Linked DNA regions of Mus musculus: regions 1, 3 and 4 are each linked to region 2. Evidence: chromatin contacts called from public Hi-C and targeted proximity ligation data. All regions are on one chromosome and are shown on one strand. The core of a region is the stretch at or near the end of the contact, and the rest is flanking DNA. Distances in the headings are between cores, read along the strand shown.

Evidence for each region. A called contact is a pair of places that touch in the nucleus more often than the background predicts.
Region 1: a targeted proximity ligation map of pancreatic cancer cells shows a contact between it and region 2. A contact is called at or near these places in 1 of 39 promoter capture datasets (pre-B cells), 3 of 130 datasets of targeted methods (double positive thymocytes, memory CD8 T cells and pancreatic cancer cells) and 1 of 9 other capture datasets (liver).
Region 3: a targeted proximity ligation map of pancreatic cancer cells shows a contact between it and region 2. A contact is called at or near these places in 1 of 39 promoter capture datasets (pre-B cells), 2 of 484 Hi-C or Micro-C datasets (CD8 T cells and LSK cells) and 2 of 130 datasets of targeted methods (pancreatic cancer cells and regulatory T cell precursor).
Region 4: a contact with region 2 is called in a Hi-C map of cortical neurons, with 3 times the contacts expected there. A contact is called at or near these places in 1 of 484 Hi-C or Micro-C datasets (cortical neurons) and 3 of 130 datasets of targeted methods (the 230-238 cell line, differentiating embryonic stem cells and stem cell-derived neural progenitor cells).

The regions. Positions count from the first base shown.
Region 1 is chr15:73,088,965-73,091,664 of GRCm38.p6, forward strand. Chrac1 (chromatin accessibility complex 1) reads left to right here and starts at 1,448. Exons shown (of 3, transcript NM_053068.3): 1 at 1,448-1,619. The coding sequence starts at 1,473.
Region 2 is chr15:73,746,506-73,749,277 of GRCm38.p6, forward strand. It overlaps Ptp4a3 (protein tyrosine phosphatase 4a3), which reads left to right and starts at 1,521. Exons shown (of 6, transcript NM_008975.3): 1 at 1,521-1,960.
Region 3 is chr15:73,153,274-73,155,973 of GRCm38.p6, forward strand. The region is part of intron 1 of Ago2 (argonaute RISC catalytic subunit 2); the gene reads right to left. Among named protein-coding and RNA genes, the nearest start is that of Ago2, 30 kb to the right of the region's middle.
Region 4 is chr15:74,690,877-74,693,774 of GRCm38.p6, forward strand. The region is part of intron 3 of Gm32994 (a long non-coding RNA gene); the gene reads left to right. Among named protein-coding and RNA genes, the nearest start is that of 4933427E11Rik, 17 kb to the right of the region's middle.

The DNA.
Region 1 (2,700 bases), core at 198-2,697, 660 kb before region 2:
TGTGAAAGGCAGGCAAAACTCATCTTGTCTAACGGCTTTCCTTTGCTGCAGATCTGAGAACAAACATCACTTCTCAGAGGCCAGCTTACCAGTTATGACACTTCCCACTGGAAATGGTATTCTTTCCCCAGACATCTGGGTGAACATAGCCTTATTGAGAGCACGCAGCTAGCTTGCTCACCAACTGTGCCTTCGTGCCTGACACTAACACTGGATATAAGTTCTACATCTATGGTCTCAAACAACCTGGGATACAAAGTATTCAGGAAAAAAAACAAAACAAAACAAAACAAAACCCATCCCTGCTGACTGGACATGTAGAAATCTCTCATCATTGTTCCCTAACAGTCCAGCAACTACTCATATGGCATTCACGAAGCACTTAATCAAGAAGACATGGGTATTGTATGAGAATGTGCCTAGGCGTTATGCAGTTGTCGTCTTTTGTATTTAAGACTTTTCTGTCGGGCGTGGTGGCGCACACACTCCGGAGGCAGAGGCAGGGGGATTTCTGAGTTCGAGGCCAGCCTGGTCTACAAAGTGAGTTCCAGGACAGTCAGGGCCATACAGAGAAACCCTGTCTCAAAAAACCACACACACACACACAAAAAAAAAAAAAAAAAAAAAAAAAAGACTTTTCAGCATGTACAATTTCAGTATGTGTGGGGATCTTAGAACCAATCCCCCAATAGATACTGAGGGACAGTTGTATCTTATGTTTATTGGACTAGGATATACTACGGTAATGACGACACTAAAACCAAACATGATCCAATCTATAAAACCCTGCCGATTTAGTTCCTCCAACTATATTTAGTGCCATCTTAGGAGTTTTTGTTCTCTTCAGACCACATCAACTTTACTCTCCCAAGTTTACTCCACAGCTCATCTAAGCAAAAGTCCACGGTCTCACGGTTTCATCTGCCGTGGAGTCCCACTTTCTGATATTCTTGGACGCTCCCTCCAGACCACTTGATAGGATGTTTCTAATAGTCTTCATTCTAAAGTCATGGCCCATCTTCTTCAACAAGACCTTGTGTGGCCAGGCTGGCTAGAACTCTTGGTGATCCTTTTGGCATTGTGGTGGGATTACAGAAGACTCTAGGACCATTCAGTTCACCTGTCTGCTTAGCAGGCTAATCCCCATACGCCTCAAGAAAGACATGGGTAGTGGCCGCCTTTCCTCCCTATTCCTCTGGCCAAACTGTTGCCATGGTTCGTTTGATTCCCTCCAGAACATGACCTCCTAAGACATCTCTCCAGTTTTTGAAAGGACAAATCTGTGCAGCTCGGGACTGCCCGAGCAAGCACTCGGACGCCTGAGAGCGCTTCTTCCGGGAGACTGCCCCGGCGTTTCCGAGAGGGATTTTCCCGGGCGCCGGCTCCCAGGCTTTCGGGCCACCGCGCTCCACAGCGTCTGCGCAGGCGCGGCCGCGCGAAGCATCACGGGCCGCCCGGGACGGACGCGGAAGATGGCGGACGCGGCCGTGGGGAAGGAAAAGTGCGGGGACCAGCGGCTCGTGTCATTGCCCCTGTCCCGCATCCGAGTCATCATGAAGAGCTCTCCCGAGGTGTCGAGCATCAACCAGGAGGCGCTGGTGCTCACGGCCAAGGCCACGGTGAGCGGCCGGCGGGGCGACGAGAGGGGCGGGCGCGGGCACCAACCGCCCCTCGGGCTCCGCACACACGCGCCTTGGCCTTTGGCTGCCCTGCGGGGGCCGCGCGGCGCCTCTTTCTCTTGCGTCTGCGCGCTACACACCTCCTCCTCCCCTCCCGCGGGCTCAGCTCCGCCCACTGCGCCGCTTTCGCTCTGCAGGATCGTCTGGCTCCCAGCGTCCTCTGCGCCCCGCCTCCCGCGTCACTCCCCGCTGGGCCTCGCGCACGCGTAGTTAAGGGTTCGGCTGCGTGCGCGAGTTGAGGCGGGTCTATGTCGTGCGGGAGGTCGGGCTGACTCTGACTTCCCCCAGGAAGATGCGGGAAGGTTCTCCAAGCTTCCAGGACGGCTTGCAAGGCTGTCTAGGGCTCTTCAGCCCTCAGGACTCTGGAGGTAGTCAGAGTTTACGCAGACATCCGCTGTCACAAGTTAAATTATAACCGCATAGTCCCCTCCCAACACACATCGCTTTGTCTTCTTATTTTGTTCTATATTTCCAGCCATCTCTCAGTATGTTTTCCCTATCCTGGAGCTCTGTAAACCACCAGAATTACCTTGAACTCGAAAGAGATCTGCTTGTCTCAGCCTACCAAGTGTTGCTGGGGTTTAAGGCTTGTGCCACCACACCCTGCCACCTTGGTCTTGGCCCTTCTGAGTACGGCGATTAAAATTTCCTGACCCCACTCCTGGTTTAAAGTTTGGTTTCGATAGTGGTAGGCCGGGAACCTTATTGTTCTGAGACCCAGCCATGACTATTGGCTCTACCTTCTTTTCCAGCCTCTGCTTCTAGAACTTCATTCAGTGCGTGGCATTTTTTTTTTTTTTTTTTTTTTTTTACAATATTTTGGACTAGGGACAAAGGTACAAATCTTGTGACTGCAATAGAGTCAACCTTAAGTAGATCCTGATAAAATAACAATAGTTCCCCAGTATCTTTGGATTGGTCCTCCAAAGCCAAATACAAATCTTAGGATAACAAGCCCCTTTTAGACAGTGGTGTATATTTACATGTAAACTATACATGTCTCATTTCTAAATCATCTTAA
Region 2 (2,772 bases), core at 271-2,770:
TCCCAGACCTCGAGGGCTGAGGTCTCGTGATAGGTTCTGGATGGCTCCCCAATCTGGACCTCTGCCTAGAACACCAGGTCATTTGTTCCTTCCATAAACAAGCGGGAGCTTCTTGGTGCCATGCCTGGGTGGGAGGTGGGGTATGGGTGGGGCCCAGTGCTAGGTTCCCCCTCCCTTTAAGGATGCCTTCCCTGGGCTGGGCACATAGCCAAGGGGGTTGGGGAGAGCCTGGGGTTAAGGAGCCTGTTTTGTGAGGGGTTGCACCCTTGGAACTGTGCGACACAGGGGTGTAAGAGCTTTGGATGAGTTCCGAGGGACTGGCGTGGGTGGAGCCTGCTAGGGTCTCCCCTCCTGGCCCCAGAGATGGGTTACTCTGGGAGGGCTCCAAGAAGGCTCTGGATGTGTTATATATAGACTTCTCCGAAAGGCTTGGGGCCCTGCCAGCTGTAGCAGGTGCCCCCAGGATTAGCTAGAGGCCCCAGCATGCTGGTGTGTGTGTGTGTGTGTGTGTGTGTGTGTGGTGTCACTTGGAGCCCCGGTTGCAGCCCTGGCTGGTGCAGCATCTCAGACGTTGCTGGGCCTGTCACTAACAAACCCTTTTCTAGACAACTGATGGGCCACCAGGGATGGTTTGATGTGCTTTCTCCTACCCACCTGGGATTGGGACCAGTAGGGTCTCTGGGGGAGGGCAAATCTCCAGTCATGGTCCAGCTACCTGGCTGGGTGACTTGGGGCATCTACTCAGTATCTGTTGTGTTGCTGGAGGCTGGTGCCTTGTGGAGGGTTCAGGATCTGCAGTCAGGATGGAAACTAGTGGAACAGCTGAGACCATGGGTCTGGTCAGCAACAATGCCGTTAACCTGCTGGATTTATAAGGGTGGCATATTCTGGGGATCTTAGGTGGCTGCCTAGCTTTCTGGGGGTGAGCCAGGATGGGGCTGCAATGGGATGCTCCAGCCTGGACGTTATCAGCCCTGCTTACCTGGGCCAGGGGGAGAATGGGGGATAGTAGGCTCTGCTGTGCAAGGTTGGCTAATGAGACTTCTCTCTGGGAGTATTAGGGGCATGCCCTCCCCTGGCTCAGGTCCAGCCTTTCAGGGATCATTCCTCTCCCCAGCACCAACTACTGATTGCAGGGCCAGGCCTCTGTCTGGGAGCCGGGCTTGGGCCAGGGTTCCCAGCAAGGCAAGGCCTCTGGGGATTCTGTGAGCTGGAACTCAAGCCCTGCACCAGAAGGCTCCCAGGGCGGTGCAGCCACTGGGGCAGGTGCGGACTGACATCTGTCTCCATTCTTGGGCGGGAGAGCACAGGGTTCCTGCCTGGGATGCCCTAGGACAGAACCAGGATTCCGTCTGGTCAGTGGAGCCCAGGAGACGATCCTGCTCAGGGGATGCCCTGGAAGACTTCAGGAGAGCTGGGTGGGTGTCAGTTCCCTTGGAGATGAGCCTGTGTAGAGTCGGCTCCCATCTCTTGTGTGACTCGAGTGTGCGTAGGTTCAGTGCCTCAGGTTCTTCAGCTGTAGTCTGGGAGTGGTGGCTCTTAAGGTGAAGTGTGGGCTAGTGCGGCTGAGCACACAGTAGCTGTTCAGTGTGCGCATATGAAGCTGGAGAGCTGGAAGGGTTCCTCCTGGCTTGTGGCCCCTCTGCAGAAGGAGGTCTCCTACCCAGCAGGATGCAGAGGGGATGGCAGGCGGGTCCGCGGTGGTCCTCTCCCTTCCTCCTTCCTCTTCCTCTGCTGGCCGCGCCTTTGTTTGCGTGCTATCTTTAGGCAGCAGGTGCGGGAGCCGCTGTGAGTCGGGTCGCCCGCCGGTCACCGCCCCCCCACGTGACGCCGGGCGCTATAAATAGCTGGGCGGCGGGCGGCGGGCATCCGCCCGGAGCCGGCGCCGCTGCGGAGGGCGCGCACGGGTCCCGGCCCGGCCGGCCGGCGCATGGAGGCGGCCGCACGCCTGCGGGCGCGGGTGAGCCGGGCTGCGGGCGGCGGGGACCCGGCCTCGAGGACGCTCCCGAACCCTAACCCTACTGGGATGGGCCCTGCACGGGATGGCGGCTCCCTGGCGGGCTGGGTGGGAAGTCCCGCTGAGGTCGGGGAGCTGTGTGCCCTCCCCACGCCCCACTACGGGTCCTTGGGGTCCCCAGCCCATCCACGGAGCAGTCTTGCCTGTCTTGACAGCACAGAGTCCTGAACTGTGACCCCTGACTCCTAAGTGTCACACAGGGTCCCATTTAGGTCCCTTCTGAAGCTAGATGCACTCCCACCCCACCACTTGAGGGTGTGGCTTCTGACTACCTCTGTGTCTTTTTTTCCCCCCTGGGGTTCAAGTGTTCCCGATTACTAGACTCGATGTTGAGAAAACCTGGGTGTCTGGACGGCCGGAGCTGGCCAGGGTCCAGAGAAGGTCCTTCCACGCCCCTCTGTCCCATGTCCTCCTCTGGCAAACAGGGACAAAAATGGGTCTTGAAAAACATGCCGGTCTGGGAGCAGCTGAGGGCTTAAGATACTGCTAGAGGAGGCTGGGCGGGGATAGAGAAGGGCCCAGGTCATAGTAGGGTCCTTAAGCACCAGGGGTGGGGAGGGTGTGGTGGCTTGACTGAGTGCCTGTTGAGGCAAGGTGAGCTCAGCTTCTGTTCACACCTAGAGCTGCTGGGATAGGGGTGTAGGTAGCCGGTGGGCCCACAAGCCTTGGCTCAGGCCTGCTAGAATGCAGTAGAGGTAGACCCCCCCACCCCCCCACCTTGTTCTCTGGTCTTCTTAACCCCATAGAAGTGATGT
Region 3 (2,700 bases), core at 173-2,672, 590 kb before region 2:
GCTCAGAGACATAAGGGGGCTACTGCACCACATCTGAGGGTCTCAGTGTGGGGGGGGGGGGAGGGAGGAAAGCATAGAGGACAGCTGCCACCCTTCCCAGAAGGCCGCTTCCTGTCACCACCCACCTGCAGTCCCGCTATGACATCTAAGTATGAGTTGTATGACCTTTAAACAGAACAAAGGTTGTATGACTTCACTCCTGGGTGACTTACATGAGGGAGTGGGCCCCAGTAAACCAAGTGCTGCGACAGTCCTGACAGTCCTGAGCTCAGAGCCCCAGGACCCATTAGAAAAGCCACCTGGAGGGCCAAAAGAAACAGATTCCTGGGGGATTGACTGGTCTGCTAGTCTAGCCCTCCCTGGAGCAGTGGGCTCCAGGTTCAAAGACACTGTCTTTTTAATAAAATTTTAAAAATGGAGACACCCGATGGCATGGCTTTAACATTACACACACACACACACACTCCATATGAATATCTCAACACCAACAGTAGCTTAAGAAGCTAATAATGAGCCAGTTGTGTTGGCTCCAGCCTGTATTTCAGCATTCTGAAAGCTGAAGCAGGTGTACAGCTGTGACTATGACGATGTCTGTGCCATACTAAGTTCCATCATAGAGTAAGAGGAACTCAGCCTCAAACCAACAAACAAAAACAAAAGGCCTGACTCTGAAAGACAAGCAAGCCCAGGGCAAGTGGAACCCAGGGCTCTTCCTCCAGGACCCAGCCTAGCCTCAGGCATCCACGAAGGGAGAGGGGAACACTCCGAGATTGCAGAGTTCTTCCCAGGGCTGGGCTTCAAAGCCAATATCTTTGAAGGCACATAGCTCATCTTGTAGAAGTCTGTGCTCACACTGAACATCGGCCAGAAATTATGAATGAAAAGCGTGTGACACACAGCCAGGGAAGCCAACCCATACCACACCGTGGACCACAACAGGCATGGACACCAGCACCTTTCTGCCACTGTCAGCCCCACAGGAAAGCATCTACAGACGCTTCATGGTTGGGTGACTTGTATGGGTTCTTGGCTAGACAAGTCAGGCCAAAGCTGGACACTGCAGGCTCCAGAACAGAGAGGAAGCTGACAGCTTGCAGGAGCACAGACTGATGGTAGGTTCTGTCAAACAGGTGCTTTTGGGAGACTCGGGATGCATCGCATAGTTGACGATCCTACGATCCTACTGTGCAGCTAGCCACATGCCACCCACACTGACAGAGCTACATTAAACACAGCTAGGCTTTTTGGACAAGAAAGGGATGCCTGGAGTGTGTACCAAGAACGGAGCCACGGCCATCTGCTCCATGGCTGGAGAAGGAACACAGCTACCACGCACCATCAGCAGAAGCAGTGTAGAACCACTGTCAGAAGACCTCGGTAACCACCAGCCAACAGAGAACACAAACCCAAAACCAGCCCCCCTGCGGGAGTGGCTTCCAACACAGGAACACCCATGCTCACGTCCTCCTCGCATCTGGCTCAAGAGTCAGGGCCAAGTACAGCTTGGACTGGAACCATGCTTGTGGTCAGGTCCCTCCCACCCCAGTTCTGACTCCCACAGCTTGGCAAACTCTACTGTAAGCCGAGCGAGCGTGCGAGAATATGAGAGAGCAGAACGTAACCACAGCAAGGGAGGGAGCCTTTGCCCTTCCAGGACCTGGCTCCAGACTTAGCAAACAAACGCTGCAGAGACACAGCTGAGCACTCTAGGGCAGAAAGGGTGACCATCCTAATGGTGCGTGAGCACAGGAGATGAAGGCTGAGCAGTGGGCGGTCACTGCCGTAGAACAGGGTGGGTTGATCTCAGAAGCTGTTTGGGGCCACTGCAGAATTGAAATGTTCCAGAGTACACAGAATCAGGAATTCATTCTGGCCATCACCTAAGGTCTCGATAAACCACAAGGCCCTTCAGTGATGTCCTCCCGTGTAGTGGGGGATGGAGGATATCCCTCTGCCACGAGAGGAAAGGAAGGCAGGGACCTCGTCCTCTAGAAACCTGTTTATCCTTGAAAGTTACTAGCTGCCTGGGAGTTTTTTGCTTTGATCACACCTGATTTAAAAAACAAAAAAAACAAAACAAAACAAAAAAAACCCTCTGGGAAATCTCTTGTCATCATAGCCAGTTTGGGTGAGACAGGAAATGGGGTCCTTGGGGACCAGACACGAGGGGTGTGAGGGTGCTGGGTAAGTCAGGATTCTCTGAGGGGCTCAGAGGGTGGAGTACTACAATTACTCATGTGGCCCTTTTGGTTTAATGAGTAATCTGCTAAATATATGTTGACCTTATTTCAGCAAGTGATAGAACGTGCTATGTGAGCGCAGGGTACACACAGAGGCTTAGGGTCAGCTGTGACAGTGACACCCCCTGCGGAGATCCAGCTCACTTTCATCTCAAACGGAACCCACTGATTTACAGTGGGGGTTTCAATGGCTTTTTTGGTTCAGTATGAAACTCTGACCATGACCCTCTTTGAGAAATGGCCCCCAAACCCATCTCAAAAAAATTTGCTTAGTAAATTCTGAACAGTTCTCTCACAAGTTAAACCCCCTCAGGCCCAGCACCTCTTCCCCTGTAACATTCAAAATACCACACTAAACAAATGGGGCTGCTCAAGAAAACTATATAGACAATTCCCCAAGGCTGCACCCCAGTTACTCTTCCAGATACAACTGCCACAAGGGGGCCCAGCTGCTGTGATG
Region 4 (2,898 bases), core at 280-2,779, 940 kb after region 2:
AGGAAAAAGAAATCATAAAATGATTGAATAGTGTATCTGGTTGGACTGATACAAATCACGTTTTCGTTGACGGCTATAGAAGGTATTCATATTCACTTACTGCAATCCAGTGGTGGTAAATATGAATCAAAATGCATGTTTCGAAAAAGTACAGTGTGAGGAGTAGTAGAGATGAGATGGCTCAGCAGTTAAGGCCTCCGTGTTGTTCACACAGAGGGTCAGGGTAGAGATTCCATCCCAGCACACACATGTTGGTTCACAACCACAGATAATGGCAGTTCCAGGACCCACAATGTGTCCTTCTGAGCCCCATGAACATCAGGCAAGCACATATGCATAAAGGCAGGCAACACACACATACACACAAAAAATATAGTACTATGTGGTATGCTATGAATACCGTGGGAATACACCACATGCTAAGATCTTTAGAAAATTGCCCCAACCTGCAGGACTTAAACAACAGGTTTCTCGTGGGAAGGGAGCTACAATGACAAATTTTGGGATCAGAAGACGCTGAGGAAGGAGGCAAGACAAAAATTCTGTTCAAGTCTCGTTTACTCTTGGGAAATGGAGGATTTATAAAGCTGAAACCCTCAGACGGTATTTGCTCAGGTGCACAGGCCAAACCCCGGTGCTAGGCAGCACATTAACAAAAGAATGTCCCCATTGTGAAAGGTCTGGAAAGGAGTGCCCTCATTGTAAAATGTCCTGAGTCAGTTACAGAACAGAAGAAAGATAGTGGAAGAAGCAAAAGAGTGTTAGATGATGGCCCAGGGACAAGAGACTGAGATTCCAGGGGTTTTCAGGCCCAAACAGAAAATCTATTTTTAATACACTAATATATGCAGAGATTGAGCAGGACAGGAGCAGACTCGACTTGTCATCCCAACATGCTAATTTAAAATTACATATGCAAATATGTAAAATTTGGAGTGCAAGGGTGATAAACTTTTAAACAATACATGCTTTCTTATATAATCAATTCCTTGAATAACTCTGGGTGTAATAGTGTTTTTTAAGTGGCTGAGATGGGGCTCAAGTGAAGAAAGAAAATAGGAGAAGCGACACAATCATAGTTCAATTAAAATTGTATTTTTAAAATTTTTATATTACACTTTGAGAATCAAACCTTTCTTACTTTAAACTTTCTCGTCTAAGGAAGGACTGTGGAGCATAAAACTGCAAGAAGACTCACCTCGGCCACACTTAGTTCTCCTGCAATTAACATATTCTCATGCTCCCAGACAATACTCTCTCTGCCACGTACAGAATGGTCGCAGAAAAAGCTATTATTTTTAATACTGTTGGGAAAACATTTATCAATATATTAAATTCACAAGAGTATTTCAAACAGTATCAGAGATTTTTCTGAGGAAATGTTGCCATCATCTTCACATTTATGAGCCCTAAAGCCTTTTACAATGTTCCTCATTGAATAAGGAAAAAACAAAGCGAAATGGCATTGGGTCAAGGGCAATACAGTTCAAACCGCCCAGATTGGGCTGGAGAGAGGGCACAGAGGTTAAGAGCACTGGCTGCTCTTCTAAAGGTCCTGAATTCAATTCCCAACAACCACATAGTGGCTCATAACCTCTCTAATGAGATCTGGTGCCCTCTTCTGGTATGCAGGCATACACGCAGGCAGAACACTGTATAGATAATAAGTAACCCTTTTTAAAAAATCTAGTTATCTTGACAGGATGGAAAATGCCCTGATTTTAGAAGGAGTCTTAAGTCTTCTTGCTCCACAACAGTTTCTCTTAGGCTCCAGACTTAGGCTTCCAAATCTCTGGATTTTGCTCCTTCAATTTGCTGGGCTGCTATGACATAGAAATATGCCCAGAAATGGTAAAACGGTGTATAATTTGCTTCTCAATCTTGAACTGATTAGAATCTCAAATGAAAACTATCTTGTAAGTTTTGAATGGGCCTATTATTAAATGCTACAGATATCAGAAAGTGTTATTACTGAATTGAAGAGTCAGCCCAAGGTGAAAACAGTAATGAATTCCAAGACGTGGGTTGGATCCCTGGCTGGTCTTCCTTTAGTCAACAAGGAAACACTGAGCTAGCTAGTTTTTCCCCATGATGATCCTGAGTCTACATGCTTATCCCCAAAAGAAGATAAAATCATTTCTCACACATGCATAAGCACACTGATGAGATGTGGTAGGGTTTAGCTGTTAAATGGAGCTGGTAACATTTAGATTCAGAGGATTGTACTCATTGTCTTCCTGCTGAGGCAGAGTTGGAAAGCATTCTGGATTCCTGATGCACAGACTCAAATGTCTTGAGAAACATTCCTTAATATGGAAAAGCACCTGTTAGGCCAATCACGTCCCAGCACCTTCCCTGAGAAAGGTGACCGAGATCTGTCACAACCACAGATTGTACTACGGAGGCTGATGTAAAGGACCCAGTGTACAGATTACTGTGAAAGAGGGAAAGCATCCTTGGCCTTTCTGCAATTTGTTTGCACCCAATATTTAGTATATTCACAAATCAATTTGATGGCAGAAAAGAGAGACTCCTACAAAGTAACTCTCTGTGATGGTCTTCTAGGATACTGAAATGCTTTAAATAGGCGATGAGATTCCGATGCCTAGCAACGGCTGTGGGCCAGTCTTAAGAGTCTGGGCTGCCAGAGCACGGTAGTGTTATAATGGAAGCAATCTTGAGTTTACAAACTCATGGGCATGTGGACTGCCAGCTTTCAAGGCTCATGGCTATTGTGATAAACACAATAGGCCCTGATGGGTACTCCCCACTGGGCTGAAGGACGGGCTTTATGGTACCAAGTCACCATGAACAAACGATGGCAAGGCTTTCCTCAGGTCTGCCACATCCACCAGACATTTGGCTTCTTTGGACTTAGAGAACCTTTTACTCTTCTGG